Linked DNA regions of Bos taurus: region 2 is linked to region 1. Evidence: chromatin contacts called from public Hi-C data. All regions are on one chromosome and are shown on one strand. Each heading gives the region's core, a stretch centred on a gene start, on an enhancer-like site or on the middle of the called end of the contact. The rest is flanking DNA. Distances are from core to core; before and after follow the strand shown. Region 1 has its middle 130 kb from the start of TRNAY-GUA. Region 2 has its middle 99 kb from the start of TBL1XR1.

Region 1 (6,196 bases), core at 3,560-6,059:
TACAGAAGCTTTGCTGAAGGATGTATAATCCACAGATTTCTAAACATCTCGGTGTGTACTTAGATCCACTGTTTTGCACCCACATTCAATATCCTGGAAACATGTTTTCTACTTTGTGTGAGTTGTGCCTTTATATTACACTGAGGAATATAATGAGACACATCTGTAAGAAATTCACTGTTATATCTACTGAGAGGATAGTATTAAGGGAAGAACCTCTCCCCAGTCTTTATGAATAAAAGACTTGATTTTTTTAATCTTATGAATATTCCGAATCTTACAATAAATCATCTGTCCCACTTTGCTAAGGCCACTAAGCAACTTAAAACCAAAGCTGATACCCCTTGCCAGAAGGTTAACAAGGGTAACACTGAACAAGGACTCTGTGATACTTATGTGATGTGTATGAAAGTCACTCAGTCGTGTCTGACTCTTTGTGACCCCATGGCCTATACAGTCCATGGAATTCTCCAGGTCAGAATACTGGAGTGGGTAGCCTTTCCCTTCTCCAAGGGATCTTCCCAACCCAGGGATTGCAGGTGAATTCTTTACCAGCTGAGCCACAAGGGAAGCCCAATATATCTATGTACACATTTGATTTATTATTTTCCTATCAAAACTAAAACAATTTTCCCTTCACCCTAATTACTCCTAGAATTTATTTAATATTTTTGTATTTTATATATAGAGAGAGAACTTTCTGGTGCAAGATGGGCAAAGCATATGACTTTGGTCATTTGTGTGATTTGGAATCTATGCTAAATTACAGCTTCGTTATGGGGTTTTTTCAGAAAGACAAATGTGACTGATAGGCCCCAGCTGTTATGGTGCCTCAGCACACAGGAAACTCTGTGAGCAGCTGACCCTCTGAGCTGATCTCAGGCCACGGGCATTCTTGGTAGGATCCCCACCACATCTTAGAAGCGAGAAGTGCTAGGCGTCACACATGTGACAAAACTGCTCTCTTAGTTAGGGCCTTTGTTTACTGAGGTGCTATGGAAACATGGAACCTGAAGGTACAGTCTAGGAATTCAGCCTGTGCACTCACGGCAAATTTACTAGAGCTAACTAGCTGAGTGACCTTGAGCAAGGCACTTAACTTCTCTGGACTCTCCATGTCTTTATATTTAAAATATAAGGCACTGGACCATTGGACTAGATGATCTCTAAAGTGTCTTCTAGCATAATAAATCTGTGATAAATTCTTTAAATTAAAATAAAATTTAAATAATTATAATTTCAAAAACTCCATCCAGCACTTTTGAAATAAATGACTATGTCTAGAGAAAAAAGAGCCAGTGGGCAACCCACAAATGATGAAGCAGGCTTCAGGCTATTGGTAAAGGCATTTCAAAAGCACTAGGGTAGGATGTAACTGCTTATCTTGTCTCTAGGAGCAACAGGAGGTCACGGTTCCACTATACAGAAGTGAAAGGTTATATCAACAGGATGTATTTATTTGGGTCAGAATTTGGCTGAAGTACCTGGACAGTTAATCCAACTCTGGGCTTCAGGAATCTGATACTACTCTAAGAACAGTGTTGCAGGATTCACAGGGCACCCTAGACATGGGACTTGGCTTGCTCCACTGGTGGGCTAGGAGAGGCTCAGGTCCATCCAGCACACCCCTAGGAACCACCCCAGGTTCCTGACCGCCCAACTCTGCATGAACAGTATACAGCATGTTTCAACTGTAATTCAGGAGAAATGTGAGCCTGCCACACTGACTCTTTGCATACAGTTCAGGACCTTCCACTGAAAATGCATTTTATGGTGAAACAAGGGATTAGCTAATCTTTTGGGCTAACGGAGGGCCAGCTACAAATGTTTCCTGTGTGTATTGTGAAACCCTGAGATGACAGAGAAGTTCCTCGTTACTCTCTGAATTTCCCTTCCCCCAAGACTTCCATTGGTCACACAAGCTATTATCTGAAGCAAGCTGGCCAGAGCACAATGTTGTAATTTTTCTTGGTTCATACTTCTAAATTAAATCTGCTTGGAGAAAGAAAAGACTGAAAAAATATTTAAATCTTGTCTTAAATCATGGAGGAATTTTCTGATTTTTCTTCCTTTATTGGCTAGTCTTATTTTTTGTTAAGAAATCATTCTTTGGATTCTCAAGAGCCAAAAACAAGATTAAAAAAAAAAAAAAACAGAACCAAAACATCCTAGAATCTAGGCACTTAAGCAGTAAGAACTCAGACACTTGTGGTTTTTGATACAAAGGCACTGACAGAGAGCCCAGGCTGCTACCCTTAAATTTCACATATGCAGCCAAGATCAACGATCCACTTTGATGAATAAATGTTAAGAGGATGTACTTTGACTCATACTGTATGCATTTAATATTCCCTTTGGCCTTACTTATAAGCAAGTTTCTTTCTTTTTTTTTTTCTAGGGTAAAGGTGTGGGAATTTCCCAACCACACTGTTCCACTTCATATCTTCTTCTTTCTCTTCTGATTTTATTTTCACTGCAGAGCAGGGTAAAGGCAAATGTATATTATTTGGTAGCCTCTGGGAACCAAGGGAAATGATTGGTTCTGATTAGCAAGTACTACAGCAAGATATGTATCTGTAACCACCAAGACTCTCACATTCAGAAGTTATAACCAGCCAAAGTCTAGGCCAAAAACATCTACTCTCTTATAGCTGTTTTATTATTATTACTTGAACATGGCTGTAAGTGTTCTGACATAAAATACTGGATGACTCACCTTTTGAGAAGTGGGGGGAAGGGGAGATGTATTCATATACATATGATTATGTATTTGTATTTGCTTGGATATGTATAAAAATATCAGAAAGATATACAAGAAACTACTAAATTGTTATCTATAAAGAAAAAAAAAAAAGTAAGTGGCTGTCTTCCAATGATCAGGTGCTGATTGTTCCTGACCTCTTTCTTTATTTCTTCAATTATAAATCTATTGTCATGCATTTCAAAAGAGAAGAATGAACCGCCCCAAAACTCCCTGAAAATACATTCAACCCCTGGTGGCTCAGATGGTAAAGAATCTGCCTGCAATGCAGGAGACCTGGGTGCTACTAACACTTTTCTCTTCCTAACAGCGTTACTATTCATTTCATTCTGTGTGTGTGTATTCCCAGTCATATCTGACTCTTTGCGACCCTATGGACTGTAGACTGTCAGGCTTCTCTGTCCACGGAATTCTCCAGGCAAGAATACTGGAGTTGGTTGCCAATTTCTTCTCCAGGGGATCTTCCTGACCCAGGGGTCGAACCTGAGACTCTTGTATCTCCTGTATTAGCAAGCAGATCCTTTTCCATTGCATCACGTCCTTTCATTAATGCCATGAAAATTCTAACATGATACTGAACGAGAAAAATATTTTAAATTTTATCACACTGCCAGCTGAGAGACTTCAGTGCACATTGTTAATTCACTGACACTCACCACCAGGCTAAGTAAATGTGGTGTTTCAAAACTGAGAAAGTTCGAGCTCCTGAGAGAAGTCTGCAGTCACAGTTTTCCGAGTCCTGTTCACATAGCTCATTTGTTAAATCAGATTCTTCTCAGAACTCCTCTCTCACCATAGTTTGTGTTTAATTCCACTCTGGTTTGTGTCTTTGTGACAGCACATTGGTGACCAAGCCGCAGCAGGGCCGAGCTGGTTAAAACACAAATCAAACCAGGAACTCCTGCCCTACCGCTGGCTGGGGGTGTAACAGTTAACTGAGAGCCAGAGGTCTTTGGAGACCCTCAGGACTGAAGGGTGAGAGGCAAGGTTTGAGTAGAATAGTCAAACTAGAGAGGAAGAGCTGAGCTATTTTCTGGGGGCTAGAGAGGAAGGCTGAGCTATTTTCTGGGGGCCTTTAATTCTGTGTACAGCCAATCAGAAACAATCGATGGATCTGTGTCCAGTGATAATCATTCCTCCTAGTTACAGACAGATTTACAGTTTACACAGCATTTCCTAGACATTCTCTCTCACCACGGTTCAACATCAGCTCTGTGCAGCCAATAGGTCTGTTACTTTCAACACTGTTTTAGAGATGAGAGTTCCGAGGCTGGAGGGATGAAATAAATTGTCTCTCGGAACCAGATCTGATTGGTGGGTGGTGAGCTGGGACTCACTCTTGGGTTTTCTGAGGATACTTTCCACTGTGCTGGCTGCCGCAGGTCCTCAAATCCAGTCACTCAGTTAAGGAATCCACCCACGTAGCCAACTTTCCGTTTGATTAACGTGAGAGTCCTATTCATCTAACACCGAACTTCTATTGGGCTCTCTGCCTTGTACTGAATGACAGAAGACAAATTCCCATCGTTAAATAAGTTGTAACAATGATGAAATTGTATGTATCTTTCCTCCTCCTGCCCGTGTCCTCTTTTCATTTTCTTTTTCATTGCTTTTGTCACTCAGGCTGTATTAGAAATTAGAGGAAGGCTGAAACCAGGTATATGGCGACTGAGGAGAGGAGTGTAGAAGCCAGCCCCTTGCTTCTAGGCTTTTGGGTGGAAATTTTGACAACGGGGGCTGTTGTGTCACTGTGCTCTACGCAGAGTCATTTTATTTTCCTGAAAACATTTGTCCTTGCTACAAGTGGATTAGAGGTTAGAATGCAGGATTGGCAGGCAGGATTTGTGGTTTCTATTATTAGGCCCGCCACAGTTTTATCACACCAGGGTGAGCCCTAAGCAGAGTGGTTTATTGGAGAGAGAACTTGACTGGAAGACGGCATCTGCCCTCCTGTGAATGAGAGAGGCTGCGCGCCACAGCTGAGAGGCAGCCCAGGGTAAGGGTACAGGGGACACCGTGAGAGGCCTGAGTCACTGACAGCAAGGCTTGATCAGAGAAATGTATGATTCACCTCGGCACAGGGCGAGCTGTGTGCAAAAGAATCCTATTAGGCCTCCCTCCGCAACTTCCTGCAGAAGTAACAGAAAGCTTTCTTTTGTGAAGGCCTGCTCAAGGAAGGGGAAGGACTCCGAGTATTGCTTTCCCAACATGCTTTCTGTGCACAAACCTACAAATTTCCACCTCATGAGTGTGTGTGTGTGTATCAGGCAAAAAGAACACTAATGCTGTTTGGAGAAGCAGGGCTGGGGTGGTGGTGAAGTTTTTGGATGATTGTTGGGGTTTCCTTGACTTCAGATATCTTAATACAGGCTGAGGTAGGGAAGGGGAGAAAAAGAACCTTGCATGCACTCCTTCTGAGCTTAGTGATGAACTGAACCAAACATGTTCAAAACACACTACGTCAGCCCTCTGTGGCTTCCAGACCACAGGGTCCCAAGACCTCTGCACACTGCTGAAAGCACCTGTGAACACATCTTTGCTCAGCCCTAAACCAAAAGGCCCTGGACCCACTGTCCCCTTAGGCAAGAGAGACAGGTAACCCTGACCCCTGATTCTGAGTCTCAACATCTATGGCGTCCTTTTCTGGCCCCCAACTCATATTCATTTGATAACTGTGCTCTTGCTTTCTTCCCCATCGGTGAAGCTCTGTGTGATCATTCTACCTGCTAACTCAGTCCCACTGGGAATGCATGCATGAACACAAATGAATTCATTTATCCAGGCAAGAAATATATACACATGCATATTATGTAACAGATCCTGTGCTAAGCTTGAGGATAGAGTAGCAATGACAAAACAAGACAAAAATGCATAGTGTTTGCCTACATGGAGGCAGCAGCAAAAAAAAATAAGATCACACAAATAGATACATAATTGTAAAAGTGAAAGTGTTAGTTGTTCAGTCATGTCTGATTCTTTGTGACCCTATGGCCTGTAGCCCTCCAGGCTCCTCTGTCCATGGGATTCTCCAGGCAAGAATACTGGAGTGGATTGCCATGCCCTCCTCCAGGGGATCTTTCAAACCCAGGGAACCTGTGTATTCTGCATCTCCTGCACTGGCAACCAGATTCTTTACCACTGAAGCCACCTGGGAAGCCCCTTTTTTTGGTATTATTAATCGTAACATCCTTTTTGACTGAAATTAGTATTTAGTGAGTGATAATCATGGGCTTCCCTGATGGATCAGACAGTAAAGAATCTGCCTGCAATGCAGGAGACCCAGGTTCAATCCCTGGGTCAGGAAGATCCCCTGGAGAAGGAAAATAGCAACCCCTCCAGTATTCTTGCCTGGGAAATGCCATGAACAGAGGAGCCTGACAGGTTACAGTTCGTGGGGTCACAATGAGTCGGACACAACTGAACAATTAACACACA
Region 2 (6,170 bases), core at 2,278-4,777, 88 kb after region 1:
GGCTCCACACACTTGTTCCAGCCCCTATTTCTTATTAACTCCCACAAGCCATTTTCTTTAGCACTGCAGGAACCTGACATTAGTTTGCTCAAATTGTAAACGATTTATTTTATGAATGCTGAATCACAGGATCGTGGTTCACGGAAATAATCTTCACATGTAAGAATCCCTGCTCTCTCCCGAAATACTTCTTTTCTTGCCTCCCTCGTGTGTGTGTGTGTGTGTGTGTGTGTGTGTGTACGTGTGTGTGTGTGTAGGGGGTGTATGTGTGTTGATTGGAGTATCTGTTCTAGATACCAGCATCATCTTTAAAGCACACATTTTCAGAAACCTTCAGGTCGAAAACTTAAATTCAAGTCCAAAGCTGGCCAGAACCTTAAATACCATTCCTGCTTTTCTTGGCACTTTACAATTTTGTTGGCACATATCTGAGAAAAATAACGAAATACCATTTATTAAACACTTTGGTTATAATGGGCCTTTTATATACTTTTGCTTGTGTGTTATTATGTACCTGTTTTACATTAAATCAAGCTGGAGTATTTAACATATTTACCAAACATAAACATGATGTAAGACAATACTGTAATTTCTATAACATTTTATTACCTCAAATATTTCCTCTATTAATTAGGGATTTAGCTATATGTATATGTCTATATAAAGAGATATATCTAAGAGCATATGCTTTAGAAAACAATTTTTACCACATACTGATTAGTCTTAAGAAATTGCAAGGGTGTGGGCATGAATCTTACTTATTACTATCATCCTGATCTCATATTTTTAAAAGATTAAAGAAAAAGGAATCCTTTTTCTATATTTTGGATGTGTTTTATAATTCTCTTTTTAAAATACTTCTCAAAGTTCTCACCCTGCTACCCTTATTGGTAGAATGTATGCTGACTAGGGTGAGGGATGGGCAGTGGGGGAGTCTGAGGAGGGACCCTACATTTGCTGCCCACAGCTGCGGGGCCACAACTAAGCTTGTGCCCCACAAGCAGAGAGCAGTCCCCATTCACCGAAACTTGGTAAGGCCCACACACAGCAGTGAAGAGCCAGCACAGCCAGAAAACACCTCGGCCTCTGTGTTAGTTAAGAATAGCTTTAGCTCAACTTCAAGGTGGGAAGAGAAGACTGTTCTGTGTCTAGATATGAGACAGTTTGGGGCAGATGGTAGGACAATGAGCTGCCCCTCTAAGAGCAAAATATGTAAAGCAGCTTGTTTTTACACCTGAACTTCCTTATTGCATAGCTGGGCTCTTCAAAGGAGACATTGTGACCGAGAGCCAAGTTTACTTAAAGGTACAGTCTCTTCCTGCTAAGGTCAGGTTCTTCTCAAAAACATCGGGACATTCCATTCTGGGGTAAAGAGGGAAAGGTGGCTCCTTCACTTTCCCTGAAATAGAATAATACCAAGTATCATTGCTCTGCAATATCGTCTCAGGCATCACTTCTCAAATGGAATGTGGCATGGGACCTAACTCTTGCAGAGTTGCTCACGTGTGCAGCTGTGCATGGCATAAACATCTCCAGAGCCAACCTTTGGGTGGCCAAAAAGAGTTAGTCTTCAGGCACCTCAGAGGAACACACCTCACTCAGATTTCACGAAGCATCACCAGAGTTAGAATCCTACGCCCTTTTCCTCATCCAACTCCTTGAATAAGGTCCAAGCAGGGTCCCTCCAATTCTTTGGAGATTCCTAGTTCAAGGTCAATGGCCAATTTTGGAGAGGAGGGCAGGGTCAGACTCAGGTAAAACGTGAGGTTTACCGATGATTTATTTAGAGTGAGAGTTGAAAGAAGAAAGTGAACGTGTTGGTCACCCTGTTGTGTTCGACTCTTTGTGACCCCATGGACTATAGCCCACCAGGCTCTTTTGTCCATGGAATTCTCCAGGTAAGGATACTGGACTGGGTGGCCATGCCCTTCTCCAGGGGATGTTCTCCAGCCAAGGGTGGAACCCAGGTCTCCTCCTTTGCGGATGGATTCTCTACCATCTGAGCCATGAGGGCAGCCCAGAGTAAAGGTTGGCAAAACTGTAACCTGCAGATCAAATTCAGTCACAGCCTGGGCTAGGAACTGTGTATACCTTTTTAAAAGGTGGCGGGGAGGGTGCGGGGGGAGAAGGGGGAGAGACAAAGAACATGACCCACAAAGCCTAAGGGCTAGATACAGTAGCCCTTTACAGTAAGTTTGGTCCCCAGCTTCCCAGCCTGCCAGGGCCCTTTCTCTGCCCTCACTCCTCTGTAACTCATCTCTGACGCCTCAGGAGGAGGAAGTCCCACCCCAGCCCTCAGCTCCAGGTGTATTTACTCAGTAGAGCTAATCCTCCCACCCAAAGGCAAACCCATTGACCTGGCTGCCTTTCCCCAGCTGGATGGAGGACTGCAGTCCTTTCCTCCCCTCCTTTCTTCCTGCCCCCTTCCCCGACTCCACCTCATGCTATGCCCTGGAGCTGCCCCTCCTCAGGCTGTGGGTGCCCCAGTTCTCAATGCCTGTGGGCAAGGGCTCCTGCCAGCCAGGAGTTTCTGGAGACTGAGGGTCTTGTGCCTTCCCTCTAAGAGCTGTGGAGATGTCTGCTTCTGAGACTTCCTCTCTCAGGCCTCCCAGGACCTCCAGGTGTGGTTTGTGACCCAGAATGCTCTCTGGCAGCTGCAGTTCTCTCCCACCCCAACCCCTGTGTGGAGTCGTGGTTAAGGACATGAACTCATCTGCCTAAAAGAAAATCCAGTGCTGACATTTACTAGCTAGGGAACCTCAGGCAAGTCCCTGAATCAGCCAGTGATTCGGTTTCCTCATCTTTGGACAGGGGATAATAATAGCTCCTCATTCATCCAGCTGGGCTTCCCAGGGCGAGCAGTGATAGAGAAGCTTCCTTTCAATGGAGGAGACACAAGAGATGCAGGTTCGATCCCTGGATCAGGAGGGTGCCCTGGAGGAGGAAATGGCAACCCACTTTAGTATTCTTGCCTGGGAAATTTCATAGACAGAGGAGCCTGGTGAGCTATAGTCTATGGGGTCACAAACGGTAGAACAGGGCTGATCATGCACACACACACACACACACACACACATTCATCCAGGTATGGCCAGGATTAAATGCTAATCTGCATAAAATGGTTTTGAACAAGAAACCTAACACATGGTAAGTACTCAATAACATGCTCGCTCTCACTACTGTTTGATGTTTTGAGGTTAAGCTGTGTCTCAGGCTGGTCTTGGCCCAGGTCTCCACTTCCTCTGGCTATTGCTTGAAGTGACTTCTGTTCTCAAAGTTAATATTGCTGCCCCTAGGGGGATAGGCAAGATGAAGAAACATGTGAGACGTGTCTAAGAAGCTTCCCATCTCTCTTATTCTTTATACCTTTTATTACACAGAATAATAATGACTAAAAATACTTTGCTTTTGAAAGGAGGCTGTGATCCGCTTTCACAAACATTATTTAATTAGATGCATGCGTCAGCCCTGTGAAGTAGCTGGCACGTGGTAGCACCGATAGATGTTGACTGAGTGATGGAGATAGGCTGTGAGGCTGCCAGTTGGCAGGATGATGTTGTGTGGCCAGAACTGGCTGAGAAATGTTTTGAATCCTGACTCTGGAACAATGCTGTTCATGTCCTCCCTTTTTATTAATGAGGAAGCTGAGCTGGTTGATGCTTTGTCTAAGATTACACACAACTTAAGTGGAGCTGCAATCTAGAACTCAGTTCCTCTGACCCTTCACCTAGCCCTGTGGTGGTTATTCCTATCACTAAATGTGTCTAAAATCAAGTGCATTTTATTTGACTCAACAATAACCTGGTTCTGGCATTCACAGTCTTCCCTTTGTGTTGCTCAAGGAAGATCACAACATCAAAAGCTGAAGAAGGATGGGGGCATCTGTGCCTCAGGAGGCATTCTTTGAGTCTTTGCAAAGGACAGTGACTTTCAAGCCTGCGGGAAGGAAATGAGTGAGCACAAGGTACTCAGGGACTTCCCCTCTCTCTTTGGAGGGGACTTGCCACAGGACACACAGTTTCTCTTGCCTTTTTCCCCTGGGAGAGCAGTTTCCCCTGTGGGGAAGAGCTGCAACTGTTGAATTTTATCTATGGCAGGGTGGGATAAGTTTAGGGGAAAAGAAGTATTGCATGTGCTCAGTCATGTCCAAATCTTTGTGACCCCACAGACTGTAGCCCAAGCTCCTCTGTCCTTGGGATTCTACAACCAAGAATACTGGAGGGGGTTGCCATTTCCTCCTCCAGGGGATCTTCCTGACCCAGGGATCAAACCTATGTCTCCTGCATCAACTGCATTTGCAGGTGGATTCTTTACCACTGAGCCACCTGGGAAGCCCTAAGAAAGTATTAGGAAGTCCATTTAGTTGTATATCTAAGCTAGAATCTCCAAAAAGTAAACAAATAAAAGATCAAGAATTAAAGGTATTTTACCAAGTTGAACACAATTTACCAGATATGTTTCACAGAATGCTAGCCTGGCAAGACTTTGAAAGATATGTCTTTAAAAAGGGGGTTCAGTGGGTTTATAAGATTTTCACACTGCAAAATTTCTCAGTCTTTAATATGCTAACGAACATTGCAAACATCTAGAAGATATTTTAACATGTGAGATTTCCCAAACTTTTAAAATGTTGACCCTTTTATTCACTATACCACATGCGATGTGTCCACAATGAATGGAACACAGTTTGAGAAATCTTTAAATGAGGGCATTTGGCATATTCTTATAAAGTGAAGGCTGCTCTCTTTCCATTATTGAAGGTGTGTGTGTGTGTGTATGTGTGTGTGTGTTCAGAACTGCAGAGCCAGTCACAGACATGAGAGAGTGCACAGTTAACTTCTTTAAGAATTGTAGTCTCATCAGAGATGAAAAACAATAAAATTCAGAATGAAATAGTTCATAAATCGGTTGAATTCAGCTAGGTTTGTCAGCAGTCTAGCAGTGCTTTGTGCTTTCTGTTCAGTTGCTCAGTCGTGTCCAACTCTTTGTGATCCCATGGACTGTAGCCTGCCAGGCTCTTCCGTCCTTGGGATTTCCCAGGCAAGAATATAGGAGTGGGTTGCCATTTCCTCTTCCAGGGGATCTTCCTGACCCAGGATTGAACTTGTGTCTCTTAAGTCTTCTGCGTTGGCAGTCGGGTTCTTTACCACTAGCCCCAATCTAGCAGTAGGGGCACAAATACAAATAACTTGCAAGAAATAGATGCAGGCAGAATCTGTGAACAGGAACAGCGGCAAGACCACTAGCCATTTGCAGGCGATAATTTGTTATTCACATTGACTGGCATTAAGGAGGATTCAGTATGTTTTATCAGCTATGAGAAATGCTACCCTAATGTCTACATATCCAGCCAGAACCTCTTAGGACGATTAGCCACTCATCCTAACTCACCTGGACCAGTAGAATTTTTTTATTTAAAGCATGTTTGTTTTAGTCCCAGTAAAGCATCAAGTTAAACAAAGAAGTATCTCATTACTTACTTAAACTTTTCAAGTCTACGAAAGTAAATTTTTTATTCTATGCTTAGAAATAATTTGTGCCTATTTGTGTTTGGTCTTATAAACATTTATGTTTAAGATAATTTGACATTTTAGAATGCTTAACAGGTTATCCTCGAGATGCCAATTTAAACTATCTCCATAAGCTCTGTCATTGTTTTAGATTTGTGATTTCTAATGAAAAGATATGAGTTTATTAAATCTGTATTTTTGTAATATTCAAAAGAATAAGATTCATCCTATTTTAAAATTAATTTATCATATTTATGAGCATGACTTGTGATTCTTTTGTTTGTTGAGTAATAAAGTATTTTAAAAAGATTGAATATATTAAATGTATAAATGCAGTTTAATAATTCAAAGGAATTTAATTAACTAAATTGTAAACATTCACTTAAAAGAGAGACTTAGATATGGAACTTGAAATTGAAAGCTTAAAGGAAAGCTAGGTTTTCAAATTTGTAATAAAGGAAACTGAATTACTGTATATTGCCTTCTTTGCCCGCAAAATCTGTCTTTAAGAACAGTCTACAGCTAAATTGCCACGTGGGGGCAGGGGAAGCGGTGGTGAGAGGCAGGGAGTAAGTGGCACAAAGGTCTTCCTTATGTAATCCTTCCTTCCTTGTGTAAATGGACTAATATTAACAGCTCAGAGTGCAAACGAGTGAATGC

Evidence for each region. Hi-C and Micro-C count contacts between places; a contact is called where the count stands out from the background.
Region 2: a contact with region 1 is called in a Hi-C map of blood, with 2.9 times the contacts expected there. The contact joins two enhancer-like sites. A contact is called at or near these places in 2 of 11 Hi-C or Micro-C datasets (blood and skin fibroblasts).

The regions. Positions count from the first base shown.
Region 1 is chr1:89,927,527-89,933,722 of ARS-UCD2.0, forward strand. No RefSeq gene overlaps it. Among named protein-coding and RNA genes, the nearest start is that of TRNAY-GUA, 130 kb to the left of the region's middle. Within about 2 kb of position 4,810, at least 45 of the 102 cell types and tissues checked have an H3K27ac peak or open chromatin away from gene starts, as enhancers often do. A contact at or near this core is called in blood, where this site is marked.
Region 2 is chr1:90,016,859-90,023,028 of ARS-UCD2.0, forward strand. No RefSeq gene overlaps it. Among named protein-coding and RNA genes, the nearest start is that of TBL1XR1, 99 kb to the right of the region's middle. Within about 2 kb of position 3,528, at least 33 of the 102 cell types and tissues checked have an H3K27ac peak or open chromatin away from gene starts, as enhancers often do. A contact at or near this core is called in blood, where this site is marked.